Regions from separate parts of the Podarcis muralis genome. Here region 1 is linked to region 2. A link is a contact called in public Hi-C data. All regions are on one chromosome and are shown on one strand. The core of a region is the stretch at or near the end of the contact, and the rest is flanking DNA. Distances in the headings are between cores, read along the strand shown. Region 1 holds the start of HDDC2 (HD domain containing 2). Region 2 holds the start of TRMT11 (tRNA methyltransferase 11).

Region 1 (3,588 bases), core at 237-2,736, 220 kb after region 2:
TGGTGGGAAAAACTCGCTGAAGACAAAGGGACTTAAATATGCCACAGAACCAGCTTTTCTCGCGTAATACACTGTGGCTTCGTTGCAGTGCGCATGTAGTCGTCCATTTGCTAAGCAGAAACAGCTCCGGTCTGTATTTGGATGGGTGCCTACATGGGAGTGCAATGTGTCGCATAAATATTCTCCCTTTTGCGGCAACTTTTTCTTCCTCTTTTGTCTATTTTATACAATTGGCGTTTTAAACACAGCGCTGGCAATCCAATATTTATATCAGGCTAAAATGCAAAAATTAAAATACTTTTTCCTCTTTTTACCGAGAGTGTGACGTGGTGCCTTCGGGCAGTTCCTTTTTTAACACAGTAGGAGGCGCTGTGCCAATGTAAGAAATAATGACTAACGGTAAAAGTCCTTTTTTGTATGTCGTTACAGTATAGTGAAGCCTCCCTTCCCAGCTGAGGGCTCCCCGCCCCCTCCTGCTTGCAGGCAAGTATGAATGGGATTGGAGCTGTTCCGATGGGAAGGGAGGCATGCACCGCCCACTCTCGGCCCTTCTTCTCGCCTGACCCACCGCGCACCTCTTCCCCCCACCACCAAAGAACCAACAACTCAGGGGCTGCCCAGGCTCATGGAGATAAGACGCTTTGGAGGAAAGGAAACCGTGGCGGTTGAGGTCGAGGCTGCAGCCACCCCACTGCCATCGCTGCAGAATTAACGTCCGGAATGTGTAGCAATTAATTAAGTAATTAAAGCGTTCCCGGATTCATTGAAAAAAATCTGGTAACCTTAGTCAAAACAAAAAAAATTCCTTCCAGTAGCACCTTACAGACCAACTAAGTTAGTTCTTGGTATGAGCTTTCGTGTGCATGCACACTTCTTCAGATACATGAGTGTAGTGTATCTGAAGAAGTGTGCATGCACACGAAAGCTCATACCAAGAACTAACTTAGTTGGTCTTTAAGGTGCTACTGGAAGGATTTTTTTTTGTTTTGACTATGGCAGACCAACACGGCTACCTATCTGTAACTGGTAACCTTAGGTTATACGCGCCAAGAACCTTGGCCGAAACAACACGACTTTTCCCCCTCCAGAGCAGCTTCACCTGGAACTTCAGCAAACACTTCAATGGGTGTTTTGGCTGTGCACTCGCAAGGGTTTAGCCACGTGCTACGAAATATCTACAGAAACCAGGAGGAGGAGGAAGGAAAGTGGGGGCGGCTGCGTCGGACTCCGCTTTGCTTCCCACCCTCGAGAGGAAGGAGGGGAAGCGAAGCTCCTGCTTTTGAAAACAACGTCCTATATCCTTAGAGAGGAGAAGCCAAAGAGACCTCCGAAGGCTCGGGCTGGCAGAACCGGTGCAGAGGACGCCTCAGGCGCATCCCCACGACCAAGGCTTTCACGCGTGCGTGTCCATAGGCTAGCCGGCGTTCGGGGCCGTAATGCGTCGCCGACTTGCGCCGCTGGCCAATGAGCAGCCGCGTGGCGCAGGAACCGAGGAGCCGAGCCTGTGGTGTCGTCACTTCCTCCCCACCCGCTCTTGGGCAGGCAGGCGGGAGGCCGCAGCTCCTGCCGCTTCCAGGCTCCTGCGCTGGTAGCCAGCACCATGGGCAGCTTGCTGCAGTTTCTGAAGTTGGTGGGGCAGCTGAAGGTGAGCAGAGACCCTGACTGGCTGGTCGGGAGCAAATGTGGGGGAGGGGGGCGTCAATGCACCAGTTTTGCCCATCTTCGCAGTATGCGTCCCCAAAGGTGCTGCAGCACAAAACCCCCATGCATCTCCTCACCCTCCCTTTTTAGCATCGATTAAGACTGCAGTCCAAACCCCACTTACCTGGGAGTGAGCCCCATTGAATGCGGCGGGACCTACCTCTGAATAATAATAATAATAATAATTTATTTAAGACTGCAGTCCAAACCCCACTTACCTGGGAGTGAGCCCCATTGAATGCGGCGGGACCTACCTCTGAATAATAATAATAATAATAATTTATTTATTTATACCCCGCCCATCAGGCTGGGTTTCCCCAGCCACTCTGGGCTGCTTCCAACAAAATATTTAAAATACAGTAGAATATCAAACATTAAAAACTTCCCTAAACAGGGCTGCCTTCTGTTGTCTTCTAAAAGCCAGGTAGTATTTTATTTCCTTGACATCTGGTGGGAGGGTGTTCCGCAGGGAGGGCGCCACTACCGAGAAGGCCCTCTGCCTGGTTCCCTTAACTTCACTTCTCGCAGTGAGGGAACCAGGCAGAAGGCCCTCGGCGCTGGACCTCAGTGTCCAGGCTGAATGATGGGGGTGGAGACATACCTTCAGGTATACTGGGCCGAGGCAGGGTTAGGACTGCAGTTTGCAGATTTTTCCTGCGGCAAATCCTGTTGAGCTCAGTGGGATGTACAGTTAGACCTGCGTAGGATAAGGCTGCAATCCTAAACACGTGCTTCTGCTTAGATTAGACTTGCTTAGTACAAAGGTGCATACGATGCTTGCGCCTGGTCACCTTCTTATCCGGCTGAAGGACTTCTGTGTTCTGACTCTGCTTTAGGAACCTGGAGACCGGATAACGTAGAAATAATAAGGAATCTGTTGCAAAAGGGGATGGTGGTAAATCCAAGGGACACTGGAGGAAAAGTTGGCCGGCAATGAAAGTGAGGTAGTTTACAAGTAATAGAAGGCCGAAGAGCGGAGAGGGCTTATTAAGGAAGCAAGGGGAAATGGCAGTTTGTGGATTGCCTAATAAATTGCCTCTGTTGCCTTGCAGAACCTAAAGACTGCAGTTAGTAGTTCAGCTTTGCAGTAAGCTTAGTAAGATAGGATACAGGCAGGATTCTCAAAGTTCAACATTTCACACCCAGTATACAAAACTATCCACCTGGGGAACTAGGAAGTAAATATTTTATTTCTGGGGCACAGGTGCTTATAGGAATAATGTCTTGGAATTACTTGGGGTTTTTTTTTTTTTTTGTCTTTTAACAATATTTATAATCAGTAAGCATGACTAACAAACAGTCTGTTAAATATGGCAGCTTGCGTTTCTACATGGCTGGGTATAAAAAAAGAAGATGCATGCAAGCTCCCCCCCCTTTGACAGTATTGCTTAAACTCTTTTTGACTAGAGAGTCCCACGGACTGGCTGGGTATACAGAAATGTAGCAAATCCAGAGAGCGTTTCAGACCATATGTACAGGATGGCAATCATGGCTATGGTAACTGAAGATAAAGCACTTAATAAAGACAGGTATGTATACTGATTGCAGTGGGTATCTTTAATGGATGTGGGGGACTGCACATTGTGGGTTCACTTTAGTGAAAAGTAGCTGCACTGAAGTTCCATTCTTGATGGGATCAAGTTCGTTGCAACTGTCTTATTTTACTTTCATTAGATCCAGGTTTGTTTATTTATTTGCAACACGGAACCGTCAGTATTGTACACTGCCAAACCACACAATTAATAGAAAAATAGAAGTGCTGTTTTAATTCTGCTTGATTGCATCAACTCCTGTAACTATTATTTAGGTGCGTCAAAAAGGGTTGACAATATTTGATAATTGTGGCTTAATAGGAGGAATTCAGTGTTGTGATGTTAAAAATGCTCC
Region 2 (3,902 bases), core at 700-3,199:
TGAGATGGGCAATCCTATGCAACTGTTACTTGGAAGTACCATAAACTCATTCTGTTCAATAGATTTTCTCCTGGGTGAATGTAAATAGGATTGCAGTAAGAAAGATGCTCAGCTTTGGCTGGAATAAAAGGCTCACATTTTCAGTATGTACATTAAAGGTACCTCCTAAAAATCAAACCTATGGAAAAAGCAGAGACACCCTACTGATGAGGCTATCTTTACACAAAACAGTGAAAGCTAAAGCTGGGGGAGTTGATCTTTTTAGTCCAGTGAAGACCACTAGAAAACATTCCTCTGTGCTCTTTCTTACGGGCATCTAGGGAGCTTTCTTCATTGAATTTATTCACTGCAGCACATCTTGTCAAGAGGATGCAGTTCCAAATCCTGTCGTATCATGTTTCAATGTGCAGACATCAGAGTGGGAGATACCTTCTCTCTTTCTAAACTATCAGGCATGAGTTCTTCCTTTTTCCCCCAAGCTCAAATGGGCTATCAGATCTGCAGATTGTGAACCAATGGGCACACATACCTCAAGTACCGCCTCTCCTCATCTTAACTGACCCAGATCCTGCAGTCCTCATCCGAGGCCCTTCTTCGTGTGCCTCCTCCATGAAAGATCCAGAGGGTGGCAACATGAGAATGGGCCTTTTCTGTGGTGGCTCCCCATTTGTGGAATGGTCTCCCCAGGGAGGCTCGCCGGGCGCCTTACTTACATACCTTTAGGCAAAAACATTTCTCTTCTCCCAGGCCTTTGGCTAATAAAACAATTTACGCCCCCGCCACAATCTATCGTATTTGCCCGAATATAAGCTGCACCTTTAAAACTGGAAGGGGGGAGAAAAAAGGGGGAAATAGCTGAATATAAGCCACTCCCTTCCTCGCTGTTCCTGGCTGCATACTGGGGGGGGGGGGGGGAGAGAGAGAGATCCGTGCTGCTGCGTTTCCCCTTCCTCACTGTCTCCCTTCCCGGCCTTGGGTGAGAGAACAGGGGACTACGCACGGGGAGGGCACTGCTTTGCCCCGCTCCTGGCACTGTTTGCCCCGCGCTCCTTGCTGCATATTGTAAGGTCGTGAATGTAAGCCGCACTTAAACTTTTTACGGTTGGAATTGGGGGGGGGGGGCAATGAGGCTTATATTCAGGCCAATACAGTATGTGTGGTGGGGGTATTGCTTTTGGTTGTTACTGTGGCACAGGGCCGGATTTAGGTTTGCTGAGGCCCTAAGCTACTGAAGGTGATGGGGCCCTTTATATGTCCAGCTGTCCTTTGCCAACAACAAATTGTCGCTGTTTTTGTGTGTTGAATATATGCTATATGGTAATTTATGGACCTAATAGGTATCTAAAGCCATTTGCACATAACAAATATGTATTTTATCAAAGTACATCCAGGGTTTTTTTCCTTTTACTTTTTTGGGAGCCCCCAAGAGAGTGGGGCCCTAAGCTTGTTTAGCTTATACAGTACATAAATCCGGCGCTGCTGTAGCACACGTATCTGTGTTTCTATACTGTACATAGAAATCCAATGTATGAATCAACATTTCATTGGCACACCGCTACCATAATGAAACTAACGGGCTCTTCCGCCATGTCAAGGAAACGGGGGTTTGCAGCAGCCCCCCTCGGGTGTGATTTGCACACGGAAGGAGGGCCTTTGAAAAGCCCGGGGCTCGTTCGTAAACAATGCATTTTGTCAGCAGCCCGGAAAGCAAAGGCTCCTTTCTTCCTTCGCTTGTCCTGTGGGCTTGGGGTGGGGGAGAAACAGGAGCGGCTCCGCGCGCGCGCTGTGCTTTCCGGGCGTCGCTGCGGCTCTCGCGCTCAGGACTCACCGGCAGCCGGAATTCCAGGTTCTCTTGCGCCAGCAGCAGCAGGTAGCACGGAAGACCCGCGCTGGGCAGCGCCATCGCACCGCCGCCTCCGCCTCCCGAAGCCCGCATGCGCGCGGAGGAAGAAGAGCAGCATCACGGCGGGAAGGCGGCGCTTGAGGGCGAGGGGAGGAGCAGGGAAGCCGGGGAAGGAATGGCGGGCGGGAGGAGGGAGCCCGGGACAGGGGGCTGCAGCGCCCCAGGAAGTGTCTCCTTCCTTTCTTCTCCTTAAGGAGATCCCGTCAATTATATATACGTGCTAGAAAAGCGACTGCAGCCTGCGCCACGGGATTAAGGTGAGGATGTTTGCAATAAAAATTCCTTTCTATAACACTCCTTTTTTCCACCGCTGAGTGGAAGAGAATGTGTAGCATCCCGCTACTCGACATGCATCCTTGTCATCAGCTGCACGCAGCGCTTTGAAATGCGATTCCAAGCAACGTGCATTTAGTTCGCATGTAGGAATCGGCGCCATAGAAATCAGTGCGACTTCTTATGAGAAATATGCTGCTGAGATACGTAGATGGTTTCGAGGCACAAATAGGCAAGCGGCTGCAAAGCCTGAAAACTTAATACAGCGGCTGTCAGTGGCGCACACGCAATACGTGTGGATCAAGGCGAAAGCTAAGAAGCCAGCTTCCAAAATGAGCGCCTGCTGTTTTACACAGGCTTATCATAAACTAGTTACCTGGTGAACATGCATTTAGCTACATGCTAATTTTCTAGAAATCTGAGGACTTGCACTTATCAGAAAATGTTTGCTGCTGTTCATGTACAATGAATTTGCACTACAGGAGTGCTGGAACCTTTTTACTAGGGTTATCCAAACACAAATAGTTAAGCTGATGTTGGTCTGTTTCCATTTTCTACCTATTAAAGTAGGGGTATTGAAGACTGAACTCACAAGCCTTTATGGAAATTGTTTTTATATACCTTTACCTTTTTATCTTATATCAAGTGGAATATTTTCTGTAGTTAAAAACCTACAGAAACCTCAAATAGAATCTTGCATGTTCTTTCCACCTTAAAAAATGCACAGCTGTAGAAGGAACCATACCCCTTTGTGGCAATTAATAAGGTGACTGTACTCTGGTTAACTGACTTCTATCAATGAAGGTGCTACAAAGAGGTCAACAAGGCCATGCATCGTAATTATTGGCATGCTACAGAGGTGACAATTCAATTTTCACTCACAGAAAAGAGAAACTCTACAAGATAAGCATATATTTAAATATAACGTTAGCTTTTCCAAGGGCACATTGATCCAGACCAAGCAATCAATACCTTTGGTGTTACCTTGAGCAAATGCACATAATTGTTTCACTTGAATATATCTAGCATGTAGGAAAGTTGGTGCAATCCTGTGCACATTGGTAACACCATTGACTATAAAGGGACCTGCTTCCAAATGACATGTGTTGAGTCTGTAACCTATGTGTATATAAACTTGGGAGTAAGTGAGGAGAAAAGCAGAAGTGGGATGGTTAGACCAAACTGGGTTATGCCCACCTGAAATGTGAGATGGTTATAGGTCTGTCTGAAAAGTGGAATGGCACCCACCACATCCTACTCCACTGGACCCATGCTCTATTTAACTTGGTGAGATTTCAATATAAACATGCACAGAATTATGTCTAAGTAACCAAACTTGTCTAAAGGATAGTACAGGGTTGGCCTACTGTTTTATCTTTCAGGTCATGCAACTATACAGTGAAAACAGGTGCAACAGGCTGGGTATGATCTGAATTGCTATTACGAATAGAAGGCAAGTAGAGCACTATTAAGGGATGTGGGTGGCGCTGTGGGTTAAACCACTGAGCCTAGGACTTGCCAATCAGAAGGTTGGCAGTTCGAACCCCCGCAATGGGGTGAGCTCCCATTGCTCGGTCCCTTGCTCCTGCCCACCTAGCAGTTTGAAAGCACATCAAAGTGCAAGTAGATAAATAGGTACCGCTCCGGTGGGAAGGTAAACGGCGTTTCTGTGCATTGCTCTGGTTTCGCCAGAAGCGGCTTAGTCATGCTGGCCACATGACCTGGA

Evidence for each region. A called contact is a pair of places that touch in the nucleus more often than the background predicts.
Region 1: a Hi-C map of tail shows a contact between it and region 2, with 2.1 times the contacts expected there. The contact joins the promoter of HDDC2 here to the promoter of TRMT11 in region 2. A contact is called at or near these places in 2 of 3 Hi-C or Micro-C datasets (blood and tail).

The regions. Positions count from the first base shown.
Region 1 is chr3:65,545,271-65,548,858 of rPodMur119.hap1.1, forward strand. HDDC2 (HD domain containing 2) reads left to right here and starts at 1,487. Exons shown (of 6, transcript XM_028723330.2): 1 at 1,487-1,645; 2 at 3,109-3,230. The coding sequence starts at 1,601.
Region 2 is chr3:65,321,089-65,324,990 of rPodMur119.hap1.1, forward strand. It overlaps TRMT11 (tRNA methyltransferase 11), which reads right to left and starts at 1,950. Exons shown (of 12, transcript XM_028723343.2): 1 at 1,829-1,950. The coding sequence starts at 1,936. It overlaps LOC144327267 (a long non-coding RNA gene), which reads left to right and starts at 2,027. Exons shown (of 3, transcript XR_013392251.1): 1 at 2,027-2,160; 2 at 3,559-3,629.